2 separate regions of the Mus musculus genome follow, and region 2 is linked to region 1. Evidence: chromatin contacts called from public promoter capture Hi-C data. All regions are on one chromosome and are shown on one strand. The core of a region is the stretch at or near the end of the contact, and the rest is flanking DNA. Distances in the headings are between cores, read along the strand shown. Region 1 holds the start of Map3k7cl (Map3k7 C-terminal like). Region 2 has its middle 48 kb from the start of Scaf4.

Region 1 (7,933 bases), core at 2,675-5,174:
GGAAGGCTTTAGGGTAGACGAATAGCTATGTAATCACCCAGCATATAGCATCTGGGTATGTCACACCAGAATTTCCAGAGCCAAAATCCTTACTTTATATTCTTTTGGAATGATTATGCCGCTTTTCACACATCAATCGTGTGTGTGTGTGTGTGTGTGTGTGTGTGTGTGTGTGTGTGTGTCAGCATTTATGTAGGGGCCAGAAGACAACCTTGGTGGCATTTTTCAAGTGCCACACACCAAGGATCCTTCCACTTCTATCTCCCCAGTACTGGATTTACAAGTGTGCACCCACATGCCCAGCTTTTGTCTAAGGCTTCTAGGAAACTGAGCTTAGGTCTTTGTGTCTGCATGGACAGTACTTTACTGGCTAAGCTATCACCCCCAGCCCTGAATCATTAATTTGTAAAACATCACTCCTATGTGGACACTCCAGGGAAGGAGAGAGGGAAAAACAGAGAAAATGAGACTCCTTTCTCAAAAGACCTGAGTGTTAAATGGTAATGCATGAGCCTGTGATTTTAACAGGTGACATTAGTCTCAGAGCTCATAGAGCAGATCTTCCTTTCACAGCCACTGTGACCTCCCACCACTTGGGCCCCTTGATCAAGGGTGCTGCGATTCCATATGCGTGTTAAGAGGTCACTGAGGGGAGCTATGACAAAAGACTCTAAATACGGCAGTCTCACCTCAGACTTTACTATTTAGAGAGGCCCCTCCTCACCTGCCCCATTCATCACTCCTGGTGAAGTCTGTTTGTTTAGCCGGAAGTGTGGGAACACCAGTGAGACTCCAACCTTGCACACGGGTGGCTGGAACGGTGCCAGTGATATTTTTATATTATCTAACCAACTGCCAGCTCTTAAGAAATACTTCCTCGGGCCATTTTAACAATGACATCGTCTGCTATCCTTAGAAGTTGTCATGGCTCTGTGAATCTTATCCTGAAGGAAAGGTAGAATGGGAAAAGGAGGAAGAAAGGAAGGAAGGAAGGAAGAAGGAAGGAAGGAAGGAAGGAAGGAAGAAAGGAAGGAAGGAAGGAAGGAAGAGTTAAAACAACCAAATTAGTTTTGGTGGTGAGGTGGAAGGAACTTCTAGAATATCTAACTGTGTGGTGGGGTATCATACATTTTCTCGTCAGGTCATGCAAACACGCAATTTTGAACATTCTCCGTGGAATCACAAATAGGATGAAGATTCGGCAAGTGTAGGAGGCAGCCCTCTCCCCTGAAGCCAAGTGTACCTGGGGCATCATTGAGGCTAAACGCGATGCGAACTGGCTTATCTGCAGGTACCCGGGCTGTGCTGATCATGTGGGCACCTGAGGCCCGGCCTTCTCCTGGGTCTTCCAGCTGCAAGGACACAAGATAGCCATTGTCAGTTTACCCAGCATCACACCCCTACACTCCAGAGACTCTCGGAAAAAAAGAAGGGAGATTTAGTAAGTTGCCTTTCCCCACATTGTAAGTACATAGCCGGTCCATTTTAATTTTTTTTTCTCTTCTGCAAAAAAAAAAAAAAAAAAAAAAAAAAAAAAAAAAAAAATTACTTCGGTAACAGACATTCAGAATAAATGAGACATGGTTTAAAAATTCTTATTTCATAGTTTCAATATTGCATTCCATTGATCAGTTGAATTTTGGTTTTGAGGGTCGCCTATTATTTTTAATTGGGGACAATATTAAAATGATACAGTCTTAGTAGACTGTCAGATGGCCTCAGACTAAGCTGCTTTTCCATGCCTAGGGGCTGGGGAGAGAGTCCAGCCAGTAATATGCTTGCCATGCAGCAGAAGGATCTGAGCTCAATTCTCCTGTAAAAATCTGGGGGCATGGCAGTATGAGCTTGTGACCTCAGTAATGGAGAGATAGAGACAAGCGGATCTCTGAGGCCCCTGGGACAACTAGCCTGGCCTAACTGGCAGCAAGCCCCACTAACTAGTGAAAGACCCGGCCTCAACGAACAAGGAAGACCAAACCAGAGGCATAACTCCAAAGGTTGGCCTGTGGCTTCCATGTGCATGTGCACACCTGCACGTCCGTGCAGACACGCAAGCACACACACAAAGCCTAAATTAAATACGATAGGTTGTTTGGGAGGTAGTAAAGGACGAATATTATCTAAGGTAAACCCAAACCATTTTACACCACATTATATTTGTAGTAGGAAAATTACATTCTTAACTATCTGATGACCTAGAAATCTATCAAACACTTATGCCCAAGGTTTCACCGCTTAACAGCAGGCTAGAACCCAAAACAAAACTTGGCCATAGGGCACACAGCTATAATTACCAGCATGTATGGAAGGGAGCAAGATCAGCTGATCCAAGGTAATATTTACTAAATCGTGAGTTCAAAGCCAGCTTGGGCTACATGAAGCCCTCCTTTAAACAAACAAACACCCAAAGGCATCCCATGAGTGTGTGGCTCTATTTATTAAATTATTATTATTTAGTTAATAAACTTAGAGACAATATGTGGAAAACATCCCATATTAACATTTCTATTTTTGGTCATGCCTCTTCTAAACTCTCTCCTTCCTATTCATCTCATGTAGGCAGAAACCCAAAAAAAACCTGCATGATATTTTAAGGAAAATGTCTCCAAAAATGGCAAAATATAAATACTGTCTTTAGCCATCCTTGGCAGGGTCCTGGGAACTGCGGTAGCAGAATATTTTCTCATGGTCAGGTTTTTTTTTTCTCTTTCCCATAGCTTTTCTGTGTCTAAAAATAGTATCCAGAACACTGGGGTTTGTTTTTACAATTACTTGTGTGGGCAAGTTCAGGGCCTACATTTGTATATGTGCATTCAGATGTAGATACATTGTGAACCATCTGAGGTACCATCCTGAAAGAAAACGGGCCTCTATTAGCCATCCAGCAAAGCTTAAAAGCACAGCAAATGTTTATGAGCCACTTAGAATTCTGTTGCGCCCAAGTTACTCCTCACAATAGCTCTGGGCCCTGGACATTCTACACACCATGACAACATAACTTTATGTTACAAAAGGACAGAATCCTGAAATGGCTATGACTTAACACGGGACTTCTTGCTTTTCAAAAAAAAAAAAAACAAAAAAAACAAAACCAACCCTCTGGCACATTTGTGTGTAGTTTCTTCTGCTTGGTATCAGTATTCTCGGAACCACCTGTTTCTGAGGAAAGAGCACAGATGGTCTCAAGTTGAACAAAACAAGCAGAAGCTCCGAGAGTTGTAGCCGAGAGGGAAAGTCTTACTTCTGGGAGACCTATAGTGCGCAGTCTGCCTGAGTGTGACTTCTAGGGATGGGAAGCTCGCGCCTCTTCAGGTGCACACATCCCTTTCCACTTTCCCGCATCAACAAATGAAGCACAGGAGACGGGAATCTGCCTCTTGGGTTTACTAAACCTCTGCTCTGGCTTCCAGCTAGAGGAATGAAATCGATCAACACAGCTAAGGGCAAGACAACAGAAAATATCTGCCTGTCTGTCTTGAAAAGGGTGATGTCCAGATCCGGTAGATTTTGAGTGCCACACAGCATCCACAACTTGCCTTTCCATCGCACCTCCCCGGGGAAAGCAGCTGCTGGGTCCTTCTCCGGCCACTGTAACGGAGCCTCAGTTAAGTTGCCCGTGCTCAGAGCGGTTAGCTGGGTTTCACACCTGCTGCCTTACCTCACTTAGTTGAGAGTCTGCGCTTGTGTAATCCAGGGCCAGCCACTGCCTTGGCCAGTCGTTGAGTTTGTGCAGTCAAGACTCAGCGAGAGAGCAGTCTGCACCTGCTGCATAGCAGCCACCGACACTCTGAGGAGCAGAGACAGCTGCCCAGGCTGCACACTACCTGCTCTGCCCCGGACCCCACTGTCCCATCCCACGGGACCTCCCTGTTCCGCTTCCTCGCATAGCCCCTCTCTCCTTTCCTTGCCACTCCGACAGCCAGGATGTTGTCATGTTTCTAGAAAAAGCAAGAGCAAAAGAAAAACCCTCCTCCTGTCAGAAGCATTGATAAACAGCAAGCTGTAGAGCGTCCAAATGTTTTAATTCATTAGTCCTGGCAAACCTAAAATACAAACAGACTTGCTTCACAAGACAGGAATGTCTTCGTGGTGACCCAATCCGTGTCTGCGTCTATTCCAGCGAACTGGCAAAGATAGCATGACTCTAGTCAGCAAAAATGTCAGCTCAGCTAGACCCAGCCAACTTGGACAGGCCACTGGCTGCCTCTTGGAACGTAGCAGTGATGATCCCATTAAGAAGGTGAGGTTTGAGGTTGAGCTGGTCCTGAGCTTGATGGCTTGATCCGCTCTACCACGGCAGTCGCTCACCAAAGGGGTCAGTGGTCAACCGGGAACATCGGGATCCCTTCGACTTCTCTTCACAGTCGTTAAACTTGGATGCCTTGGGTATTTAAAAATAACTGAACCATGACGTTAAGGTTAAAGAGTTAAACATAAATAACGTTAAGAGAATGCAAAGACAAAGCCACAAACTGAAAGGAGATATTTGCGAAATGCACAGGGGAATCCGAAATATGGGAAGAAAACTTAAAACTGGACAGAGGGGAAACAGTCCAGTCGGGGAGTGAGGAGGAGGAAGGGGGAGAGGTCGAGAGTTCTCAACAGACACTTTTCAGCAAAGGTAAACAGATAGCCAGTAAACCTATGGAAAGATGGTTGGCTTTCATGTCAGTAGAGAGCCACAGACAGAAATAATGGGGCATTGCCTGGCACCCGTTCCCAGGGCTCACATCCCAACACAAGCGATGAAGTACATATGGAGAAGAATGCTAGCTCTCCCTCACTTCTAGTGGGAATACAAAAGGATAAAAGAACCTTAGAATACAATTTGATCATTTCTTACTAAACCAAACATATTTTTATCATGTGATCCATCAATGGCAGGCTGTTCCATGGTCTAGCATCCAGGTTCACATGACAATCCTGGGTGATACACTCAGCCTCAAAGAAGTCAAAGTAGTGCATCATTTATGTGCTGAATGCAAGTCAGTAATTGTGTCTTGCATTTTAAATGCCATCCAAAGGCCTATGCATGGAAGGTTTGCTCTGCTGTCCACAGCATGACTTTGAAGTGATGGAAACTTTGGGGTGAGGGGGGTCCCACTTAGGTGACTGGAGGTATGCCTTTAAAGATATTAGCGTCCAGCCCCCTCCTCTTACTCTCTCTTTGCTCTCTGGATGTATTGATGGGTACAGTTTTCTTACATCACGTGCTCCATGATAAATTGCCTCACCACGGGCCCAAAGGCAATGGGACCAAGTGTAGCCTTTGAAGCCATGAGAGACCAAATTCATCTTTCAGACTTACAAGTTTACTTTCTTAAGTCCTTCGCCAAAACAATGAAAAGGAAGGCAATACCATATCTTTAGGGACTCCCACATCAGGCCCCTAGGCCTGCCTTGAGAGGGGCTGGTGGTGACACTGATGTTGCTACAGTTATCAGTAACTGCTAGCATCTGGAGTTAGGGATGAAAAACAGACCTTTCTTAAAGTGACAGTTCATATTAAATACATGGAACGCATCTCCTTCTGTGATCATGTACCTGACAGAGGCATCATCTCTGTATCCCAGACTCATGTCAGTAATCCTGGGGGCTTCCCAGGACACGGGCTATAACACTCATGGCTGCCCCTTCCAAGATCAAAGATGCCTGAGAGAGAGAGAGAGAGAGAGAGAGAGAGAGGTGTCTGCCAGATGCTACAGTGGAAAAGACTTCAACAAAGGATAATTTGACAACACTGAGTAAAGCATAAATTTTAAAATGTCTCATTTTTCTTACTTAGATAGTCTAAATATGCTCTGTCTGAGCCTGATGCTATAAATTGAAATGTTTCCAACCTTAATATCTACTAACTCTTCTGTCACCTTAGGAATGATGGTGCACGTATGGGCTCGTTACTCAAAACACATTCAAGCAACCAATAGGAAACACAAATGAAGTCAAGTCCCACAACTGAAACCCAAAATAACCCAGATGGCACTTTAGGAATGCAAAAATATATATATAGAAATTCAATCCGGAAAGGATATATGTGCACATGAAAATATTAACACATCAACCGTATGTTTATGAGTGGTACCAATACCCACGTTTTGTTGTTGTTGTTTTATTCTCTTCAGCAATAAGTATTTTCACTGCTTGTGTTAGTCAGCTTTTCATTGCCATAACAAGACATTTGAGATAGAAAATGAAAAGGGGAAGGGCTTATTTTGTGTCATGGTGTCAGGAGCTCCCATCCATGGTCACTTGAGCCCATTGGATGGCACCTGTGGCAGGACAGTACATCATTGCCAGAGCACTTGGGGGAGAAGGCTGTGTTATCCTTCATGGAATGAAGCAAAGGGAGAAAATTCAACAATTTCCCAAGTGACCAGCTGGGGTCAAGAATAGGTGGACCTTTGGAAACACTCCAGACACAAATTAGAACATTGTTATGGGAGAGTTATTTTTTTTAATTAAAAAAAAGGGACTTTCAGCTTGTGTGTGCCTTTAATCCCAGCACTTAGGAAGCAAAGTCAAGAAGACCTCTGTGAGTTCAGCTCCAGTCTTGTCTACAAAGTAGGTTCCACACCAGCCCAGAACTAAGGAGGCCATAGTATGTTCACATATGAGTTTGTTTCTGATTATGATTTAGGATAGGCTCATAGTTTAGACTATTATCATAATCTAGAGATATAAATTTCTCAATATAATAAAAGAATTTTATGAACTGTGTTTCCAGAGCAGTGCTTCCTCTGACTTGCTCGGTTGCTTAGGAAGCATGGTCACTACCTCATAAGGTCAGCTTCAAGCCAGCCTCTCCTCCTGCCGCCGACCACAGTCAAGCCTCGAGTACCCGGGGCCTCTTCCTGCTTCTTTTTGGTTGGTCACAGTAACACAAGGGAAACTCCACACAAGCTTCATGGATCGGGAGCAAACGTAAGACACTGCCCCACTGGCTTTGCGTTTATCCTTTTAGATGATGTGCAAAATCATATGGATTCTTGAAATTTTATTTTATGTGCCTGGGCGTTTCTATGCGTACCACGAGTGTGGAGGAGCCCTTGTAGGTCAGAATAGGCACTGGATCTCCTGGAACTGGAATTACAGGCAGTTGTGAGCCACCTTGCAGGTCCTGGGAACCAAACTAGGTCATCTCAGCGAGCATGGTCTTAAGCACTAAACATGTTCCCTCCCCCTCCCCCAGATTGAATAGATTTTTTTTTATTATTTAAGAATTTCTGATCCTATCTTGTCACCACGTTTCACTCTGGAAGAGACTAAGGATTGTTTTTACGAATGCAAGTCCACTTGAGGTTTCAGTTAGCAGGGTGACCAGCTTAAGATCGTTGTTTTCCTGAAGCTCAAGGTTAGAAGGAGGGTGACAACCACTGAACTTCCCTTCCCGGAGGTTTCTCTTTTATGGACTTTACAAAAAGAAGATGGTGGTGCCCACTCAGTGTTCTGACTTGAGGAAAGAAAGACGGGAGGTGGAAAACTGTGACCTAGGAGTCCAACCCAGGCTGTTCTCTGTGTATGTAAAACTTCATTGGAACACAGCCATAAGCACCATCGTGCCGTCCCTGTTTCTCTCGCTGAAGTCATTGCCAGCACACACCACTTAAGAATCTAAGAATCTGCCTGTCCAGGTCCCAGTCTGGTTCTTCTCCTAGAACTTCAGTTAACTCAATCAAACAATCTATGCTTCGATTTTTCCCAGGTACAGAGTGGGGGATACTTTATCATTATGAAGATTACAGGAGTTGACTTTCCTTCTCACAATTCCCCGCGCCCTTCCTTTCCAACTTGGGCCCAGCAGAATGGCTCCCGCAAAGAAGGGTGGCGAGAAGAAGAAGGGCCGTTCTGCCATCAACGAGGTGGTGACCCGAGAATACACCATCAACATTCACAAGCGCATCCATGGACTGGGCTTCAAGATGTGTGCTCCTTG
Region 2 (7,933 bases), core at 3,582-6,081, 2.8 Mb before region 1:
CTTCTAAATCACCACCTTCTTTCATAATGTCTGTCATGTCCTCAAGAGCCCAGGGGAGGAAATCAGACGTCTGCCCTCGAGGCGTACTTCCGATGTAGCATGTGAGCCTCATGTGGGTTCTAGGAAGGAGAGAGGTGAAGGCAAACAGAAGGGAAACGCGGGAAAGAAACGGTGGAAATCTGGAGACTTAAAGTGCGGGGAAACTGTTGGAAAACAAAACAATCTGCCTTCCCGTCACCTGCATCCCAGACTGGTGCGCCTGTGCCTCCTGCCCCCTCCTCACCGGCTCATCACAGTAGCTGGCCTGTGATTGGCCGGAGATCAAGAACTAACCGGAACTCCTGAATGTGCACACTTCCTGGTCGGACGTCCTTGCTGCCGCTGGTGTTCATTCGATCAGACTCACTCCTTCCACTCTGTCGCCCTCCATTTCTTAGTTTGTTATTGTTGTTTGCTGTTTCATGGTCACAAGATGATTGCCATAGGAATTATCCCTTATTTCCCTGCCTTTTATCAGGGAACCAAAAACTTATTTTTCACAAACCATCAACACTGTTCAAAACCTAGTCATGCAGTCTCCAGCACTCACAAACGGACAGCAATCTGGGGATCTGACAAACGAGAGCAATTTACCTGGCTGGGATTGGTTTAGGACCAATCACAATTCATCTCTAAGAGTCGGACACATTGCTGCCTTTCCATTCCTTTCAAAAACCCATAAGACAAGAAATGACGGGTACCCGGATCTCCTAGCCTTCCAAACTGATTTGACTCTCTGAGAGTAAGGATCTTATTTTCTTATCTTCCAAATAAACATGAGTATCGTGACTGATCCAACAGCATCTATCTCTCAGTTTTAAAGAAATGACAGAGTGGGGGCTGAAGAGACGCTTCTGTGGTTAAGAGCAGTGTCCATTTTTCCAGCAGACCTGGCTTCAATTTCCAGCACTCTCGTGATGGCTCAAAACCGTTTGTAACTCCAGTTCCAGGGCATTCAGTGTACTCTTCTGGCCTGTATAGGCACCAAGCTTGCACATGGTACACGGACATACACGCAAGCAAAACATGCATACACATTAAGTAACAAAATAATTATAATTTCAAAGACAAATTTAAAGAAATGATGGATGGGTCACTAGAGATCACGCCGACTCAGAACCACGGATGATTAATAAGATAAAGCATGTAGCTCCCAACGCACACACAGTAAGTGCTCATTAGATGCAGGTCAAAGCTGGCTGTACCTCCACCTACGTCAAAACCTTCAACAGCCCCAGGGGAAAGATCACGTTCAAACTGCTTAAGCTGCCTAGACTTCACACAGCTCCTGTGTCTCCCTTTCGCTGTTACAATCGAGGTATCTCCCATCTTGGCACCGAGACCTGCTCCTCCCCCTGGGAAGGATGGAGTCTACCCATCTTTCCCATCTCAGCCTGGGAGCCTCATCCCTCGGGCTTCACTTCTGATTTCTCATAGGCTGAGCCAAGAAAGGTTCCCAGAGAGAGGGGAGACTGAGATAGAGAGACAGAGAAAGAGGCAGAGATACACAGAGAGGTCCCAGAGTCAAAGTATCTAAAAAGAATGTAGTAAGCAGGGAGGGTTTTCAGAGCAAAGAAGCAGGACACTTCCGCCAGAACGCGGGGGGGGGGGGGGGGGGGCTAACCCCGGAACACAGCAGGACCTATTTCCTCCTCCTGACTCTGGGAGGTTACAGGAGGCAACTCTGCAGATCCTTCCAGGGTACTGAGCTGCGTGAGCCTGCCAAACAGATGTGGATCCTCGGTGGAACCCCAAAAGAATTTGGAAAGACACCCGCCCCCCCGCCCCAGTACTTGGGCACCTCCACTGCAGTCGCAACCTCTTGAGGTCGCTCATTGTAAAGGGAAGGATTTCCCCATACACCTTGTATCCCCAAAGCTGAGTGGCTTGTTATCTTCAGTCTTCACACTTCCCCTAGCCTCATTTCTCTCCCCACCTCCTTCCATCCTTCATCCTCCACACCCTCGGTCTGTAACTCTGAAGGAACCTCAAGTCCTCACATTTATTCCCAGCATCCCGTGGTGTGCGCCTAGGCCCCACGGCTCCTCTCTGGGGCTTCTCCCCACCTGGGGCCTCTTCTTGTCCCGACAATCCGGCATACAGAGCCAGTACCCTTTAGAACACGATGCTCTCTTCTGGCTGCTGCACAAACGCTCTCGGTCACTCCAGCTTTTATCAGTTTCATCAGGCGTAAGCAGCTCCTAGAGCCCCGGGCTCTCAGTTCCTCTCCGTTTCTTTCTCATTCACTCTTTATCCTTTCTACCGTTTCCTTCTCTGAGTTTACTTATTTTAGTTGGAGTTTTTTGTTGGTTTGTTTTTATTTTTGGTTTTTGGTTTCTTGTTTGTTTAGTTTCGGTGTTTTTATTTCTTGAAAGACTATCTTGCTATGTAAGCCAGGCTGGCCTGGTACTTATTATGTAGCCCAGGCTGTCCTGGAACTCACTATGTAGCCCAGGCTGGCCTTGGAATTCACAGCCTCCTCCCACCTCAGCCTTCTGAATGTCAGGGTTACAGGCTTGAAGCTATCACTCGCAGCCGTATTTATTTTAAAACCCATCCTGCATCCAACGGTATTAGTAAGAACTGTGTGAACTATCCCAAAGGAAGCATGAGAGGAGCTTCCACACAGTAAGCCAAGCTTCAGAGAGCTGACACACCCTGACGTTTCTACACTTGCTCCCTTGAAATCTTTTCAGGGTTATCCCCGCTTCCTAAGTGACATGGTGCCGCAGTTGCTGGAGTCAGAAGCTTCCGTTACTTGGACCACTCTGTATTTATTTTGCTATGGCTCGTTTCCCTTGCGTGACAGTTTATTTGAGTTGTAATTTACAAACTAAACAAGTCTCCCACTTTAGTTACACGTGTAGACAGCCATACATAAATGAGAGGATTTTGCTAGATGGCTCTTAGTGCAATTTGTACTGCAATAACAGAACCCTGGAGTCTGGATAATGTGCAGCAAATGCAAATGTAATTAGTGCATTTCTGGAGTCTACAAGGTCCAGGATGGAAGGACTTGTATTCGATGCCATCATGAGAAGGGGAAGACATCACACAGAGGAGGGGAAAGGAACAACAGAGACATCAAGCTTAATCGGCAGACTCCAGCATTCTGTAACAGGCAGTGGTCTGTTCACGAGGGTCACGTCCTTGTCACTGACACCTCCTGTAAGTCTTCCCTTCCCAGTACTGTCACATCAGAGGATATGGTTCCCACACATCCTTTTGTGATGCATTCGGGGCACAGTGGGATCTATTCAGAAGAGCAATGTTCTGCTTCTCCTGAGACAGAGCCTGTTCCTGGGGCCTGGGTCTTGTTTGCTGCTGGGTGCAATCTGTTAGGTGCCATATATTCCCATCCGTAGCATCCAGCCCACAGAGTCCCCATCTCCATGTTCAATCCCAAGCCTCTCTTTTTGACCAGCCTAGGCCTCTTTAGGACTGTCACATTCTACATAGGGGGGGCATAGACATCCGTGTGGAAGGTTAATGGATACATCACAATAATGGTAGCATCTGCCTGCTATGGCTACTGTCACAATGTATCAGAGCAGGTGGCTTAACAGAAATTTATTTCAGTCCTGAATGCTGCAACCCTGGGACCCAAAGGTGTGAGCAGGCCAGATTCATGTCGAAGCTTTCATAAGGTCAGGGGGTGGGATCCTCAATTCTTATAAGAGGAGGAAGGAACCGTAGTTCTCTCTCTGGTGTGAAGGCACGGCGATAAGATTCCAGGAAGCCAGGAGAGACCCTTGGGAACCAAATCAGCAGGCTTCTTGACTTTCCTTCAAGCTGGAGAATTGTCCCTTACATAGTCTCTATCTGACCCACTCTGAAGCAGACCCTCTACCTTACCGTCAATGCCACTGGGCCACCCTGGATCCTCCCCAATGCATGGCATCTCTGCACTGTTGTCTCTAGGCAGCTCCTCTTCGCAGGACTTCTAACTTGACTTTGAAGACTGCTCACAGAATAAGTGTTTCACTGCCTGAGAAACACCCTATCCCAGTGTTCTCTCAGGGACACCATTGTGTAAACCACCTTTCCCAATCTTCCCCTTCATCCCGAGTCCTGGTCAGCTTATTCCATCCCAAAGAGATGGAGCCTCCGCTGGAGGCTTGAGAACAGCGCTCGCTGCCCTCCTCTGTGCAAATGCAGAGCTCGTTCTTTGGATTATTTTCTGGTTGTGTATTTACCATTCCCACAAGCTTTCTTCTAAAATGTTGATAATATGTTGTTTTCAAGTAGGCGCCACTCTAATGGCTTATATTAGTTTAAACACACGTTAAAATGAAATAGAAATGTGATCCACCTGTGACTCTGGTGTCTCATTTTAAGATTTAGCTGTTGCCCTCCTCTGAACCAGGTAACCCTATTGTGTCAATAAAGAGAATGCAAAGCAACCGGAATTTTCTCACCTGGGTAGCTGACGTTTCTACAAGCTTTGCCCAGCCCTCCCTCCCACTCGACCTGCAAAGGAGTCTGAGAGTCGCAGAAACCAGAGGGCACAGAGCTGAGTGCTTACTTCCTTGGTATTAAGGAGCTTAGAGACAGGGAAGGAGTGGACCTGGGTGACATTGCAACCAGGAACTGGAGGAGAAAGCAGACAGTACCTATGTGTCACATAATTGTACTGCCCTGTACCGCAACTGCAGGCTGCATGGAGCCATCTAAATTTTTAATTTGTATAAAACTTAAACTGTGGTTTCTTGTTGGCACTAGTCATATCTGAAGCACACAAGGATGCCTGTGGCTTCTGTAGACAGTGGAAACAGAGAACAGTTCCATGATGACAGAAACGTCTACCGGGCAGGTCCAACCCATAACTGACTAATGCCTACCATGACTATCGAGATGTATTCTGATCTTCGAACGAGTGTTAGGGAAATACAGACTGCTGAGTGTGTGAGAGGAAAACAACATTTTAAGATATCATTAGGAGGTTTTCCATCCACTCAAATGAAAGAAGACCATGAAGGACAGAGAGAAGAAAGCAAAAATAACCAGATAGCTCTGTCGACACTAAGGAGGCTCCCTCCAACCAAGAGGACTCGCTACTTCTAAAGCAAAAGAAAACCAATGGCCAGAGGCCAATTGTCTCAAGTCTGCTGGGAGGGAGCTCAGCTTCAGAGGTTTCTTTCATGGTTCATCCAGCGTTTGGCTCCAGTGATTTCAGGCCATGGTAGAGCGAACATGCCCACCTTGCAGTGCCTATAAAGCAAAGGGAGAGATGAGAAGGCACCAGACGCAATCATACTCTTCAGCCACATGTTGCTGTGACCTAGCTCCTCTAGACAGACCCTGCCTCCCAGTCTCTACCACTTCCTAACAAATTCATCAGCAGATTGATCATTTGCTAACTAGGTCACATCCCTCAGAGTCCAGTGACTTCACAAAGGCCCATCACCTGCCAAATAAGCCTTAGTACAGGAGCCTAACAGGAATAGCTCATATTGAAGGTGACTGGGGACACTCTCCATAGCTAAAGGACACAGTGCATGTGCCTAGAGGTGTCAGGAGAGAGGCCCCAAGCTGTCTTTCTGAAGACTGTATAGTGTTCTGGTTTTGCCAGGTGTCATTCTCTAGCTTCTATATACCCACAAGTACACCACTCATATGCACGCATGCATGCATACATGTGGGCACACACACACACAAAGATAAATGGTACTTGATATCTTGTGACCACCTATCACCTGATCTATGGTGTTACATATATGTATATTTTAAAAAAGGACACATGAGCAATGTATGTAAAAGGTATCTATGACTATTTCACAGAGAGAAGATGCAACAACCTTTCAACAAGACTGTGGCTTGTGTGTTTGGAAGATGGTCCTGCAGCCCTGGGGTTGGTTTGGAACCAAGTCACACACATGATGGGCACTGTGGTTCCTTTGGCTCTAGCGAGACGCTTGTGCTGAAATCTGCAGGAACTGCTATTTCAAAGAAGTCTGAAGAAGCAAGGGCTGGTAGAAGTACAGAAATAGGGTTTAACACGTTCAAGGTGTCGCTAAGTGGCTAATAATATCTGAGGGGGGGCCGGGAGGGGGGCATGCTGCCTGCTCCTGAGGCTTCTGCAAACAGCAGCTAATTAACCTGTATTCTGAGGTGGGTGTGAGTCGAAATTGTTACCGCTTCAGCTTGCAGCTGAACCACTTAGCTCCATCACACTTCCTGTAGCAACACGCCAAGTGATGGCTAAGAACACGCCACGTTTAAAATACCTGGATTTAAGCAAACAGTGCCAGGAATTCTGGGGCGGCTCATGCGTCTGAATTAGAATTCTCTCTGCTCCCTAACTCTGGGTGGCTATCCATTCTTCCAGGCTGAACGCCCACTCAGACATCCTCCTCCACAAAGCTCTCCTCTTCTGTGCTTGCTCCTAAGTTGATTATTCTCTATGGTGACCAACTTTCCCAGTTTGTCCAGGACCATCTCAGATTTAATTTTCTAAGTCCTGTGTCCAGTCCACCCAGACTCCTGGGCCAACCTGAGACTCTCACCATCTTTAAGAATCTGTAGGGACTGCTACACAACTATAATAATCCCGTATCGCTGTATAGTTGTGCATGTAACTCAGTCACAGGCTGATTTTATCTGAAGGTAATAAAGGGTTTAAGATTACCACCTTTTAATTTCCTTGGGACGCCTAATTTGGGTACAAAAATCACACACTGAGGGCTGGCAAGATGGCTTAGTTGGTAAAGAGCCAGCTGTGTGAGCATGAGGCCTGAGGTTGATCCTCTAGAGCCCAGGTTTTAAAAAAAAAAAAAAGAAGACAAGAGCCTCCGCACTTGCCCAGCTAAGTCAATGATCTCCAGGTTCAGTGAGATATTCTGTGTCAGAAGTGTCAGGTGAAGAGCAACTGAGAAAGATATCCAGCATTGATGGCTGGCTTCGACACGCATGTGCACAAACATGTACACACATACAACCACATGTTCAGTTTTTCCTTCGATACCAGGTCTCTCCTTTGACACAGTTCACACTGAGATGGCTGAGAGGCTTGGCCTTGTAAACATAGGCTGGGTCTCCCCAGTGACTGCTGTGTAGGCCTCTGGTCTTCAAAGTCTCAAGAAAGACCCAGAGGATGGCAGAAAGAGAGAGAGAGACAGAGAGAGACAGAGAGATAGACACAGACAGACAGACAGACAGACACAGAGACATAGCGACACAGAGCGACCCAGAGGTTTTTCCGAGTGGTAAAAGCCAATGGCAGCCACACTTCTGGAGTAGGTCCCCACAAAGCTTGTCTAACTGCAGATGCCCAGAGGCCACATCCAGAATCCCCAATTCAAAACTGCTGTTCCCTAGCAATTCTGATTGAAGAGGTCTTCAAACGCCAGGAGAGGAAATCACCTGACCCAGTTGGAACTAGGAGTCCTTGCACAGTAAAAAAAAAAAAAAAAACTCATTTTGAAAAAGGAAAAGAATAAACAAATATTTACCTTAAACGCTTTGTGCGGACATAAGGCCTTCTTTTGGGTCTGTTGATTGAATGTCATTGAGGTTTTGAATTTTTTTTTTATAAACTGTTTTTGTGCTTTTCTAGTTTTGATTTTCCTAAAATAGAAGAAGAATTTAAGGACACTTGTGGAGTATTCTGAGAGTGGAATCCTTCCAGAATGTTGAAGTATTTCTTCCAATCTTCTTACAGTTGTCTCAAACACACCAAATTAAGCAACAGTTTGAGCAATTTACATATGTTGGGTCTTACCCAAGCATTCAACTGAGCTCTCTAAAAGGTAGTTTGTATCTTCTGGAATAAAGTATAGATGATATGGAGAGAAGGTGTCTTTGTTCTTCATTCACTGACTTATTCTGGACAGGAAGACCACGCCTGGCATCTGTACACATTCCATTTGTTGAATAAAATGGATCATGTAACACT

The links. Promoter capture Hi-C pulls out the DNA fragments that hold promoters and counts their contacts.
Region 2: a contact with region 1 is called in a promoter capture Hi-C map of liver, with 2.8 times the contacts expected there. The contact joins the enhancer-like site here to the promoter of Map3k7cl in region 1. A contact is called at or near these places in 7 of 39 promoter capture datasets (the 3T3-L1 cell line, the C10 cell line, hippocampal neurons and 3 more).

What each region holds. Positions count from the first base shown.
Region 1 is chr16:87,549,321-87,557,253 of GRCm38.p6, reverse strand. Map3k7cl (Map3k7 C-terminal like) reads right to left here and starts at 3,924. Exons shown (of 5, transcript NM_144854.2): 1 at 3,659-3,924; 2 at 1,244-1,352. The coding sequence starts at 1,313. It also overlaps the pseudogene Rpl31-ps4.
Region 2 is chr16:90,328,074-90,336,006 of GRCm38.p6, reverse strand. No RefSeq gene overlaps it. Among named protein-coding and RNA genes, the nearest start is that of Scaf4, 48 kb to the right of the region's middle. Within about 2 kb of position 4,831, at least 8 of the 459 cell types and tissues checked have an H3K27ac peak or open chromatin away from gene starts, as enhancers often do.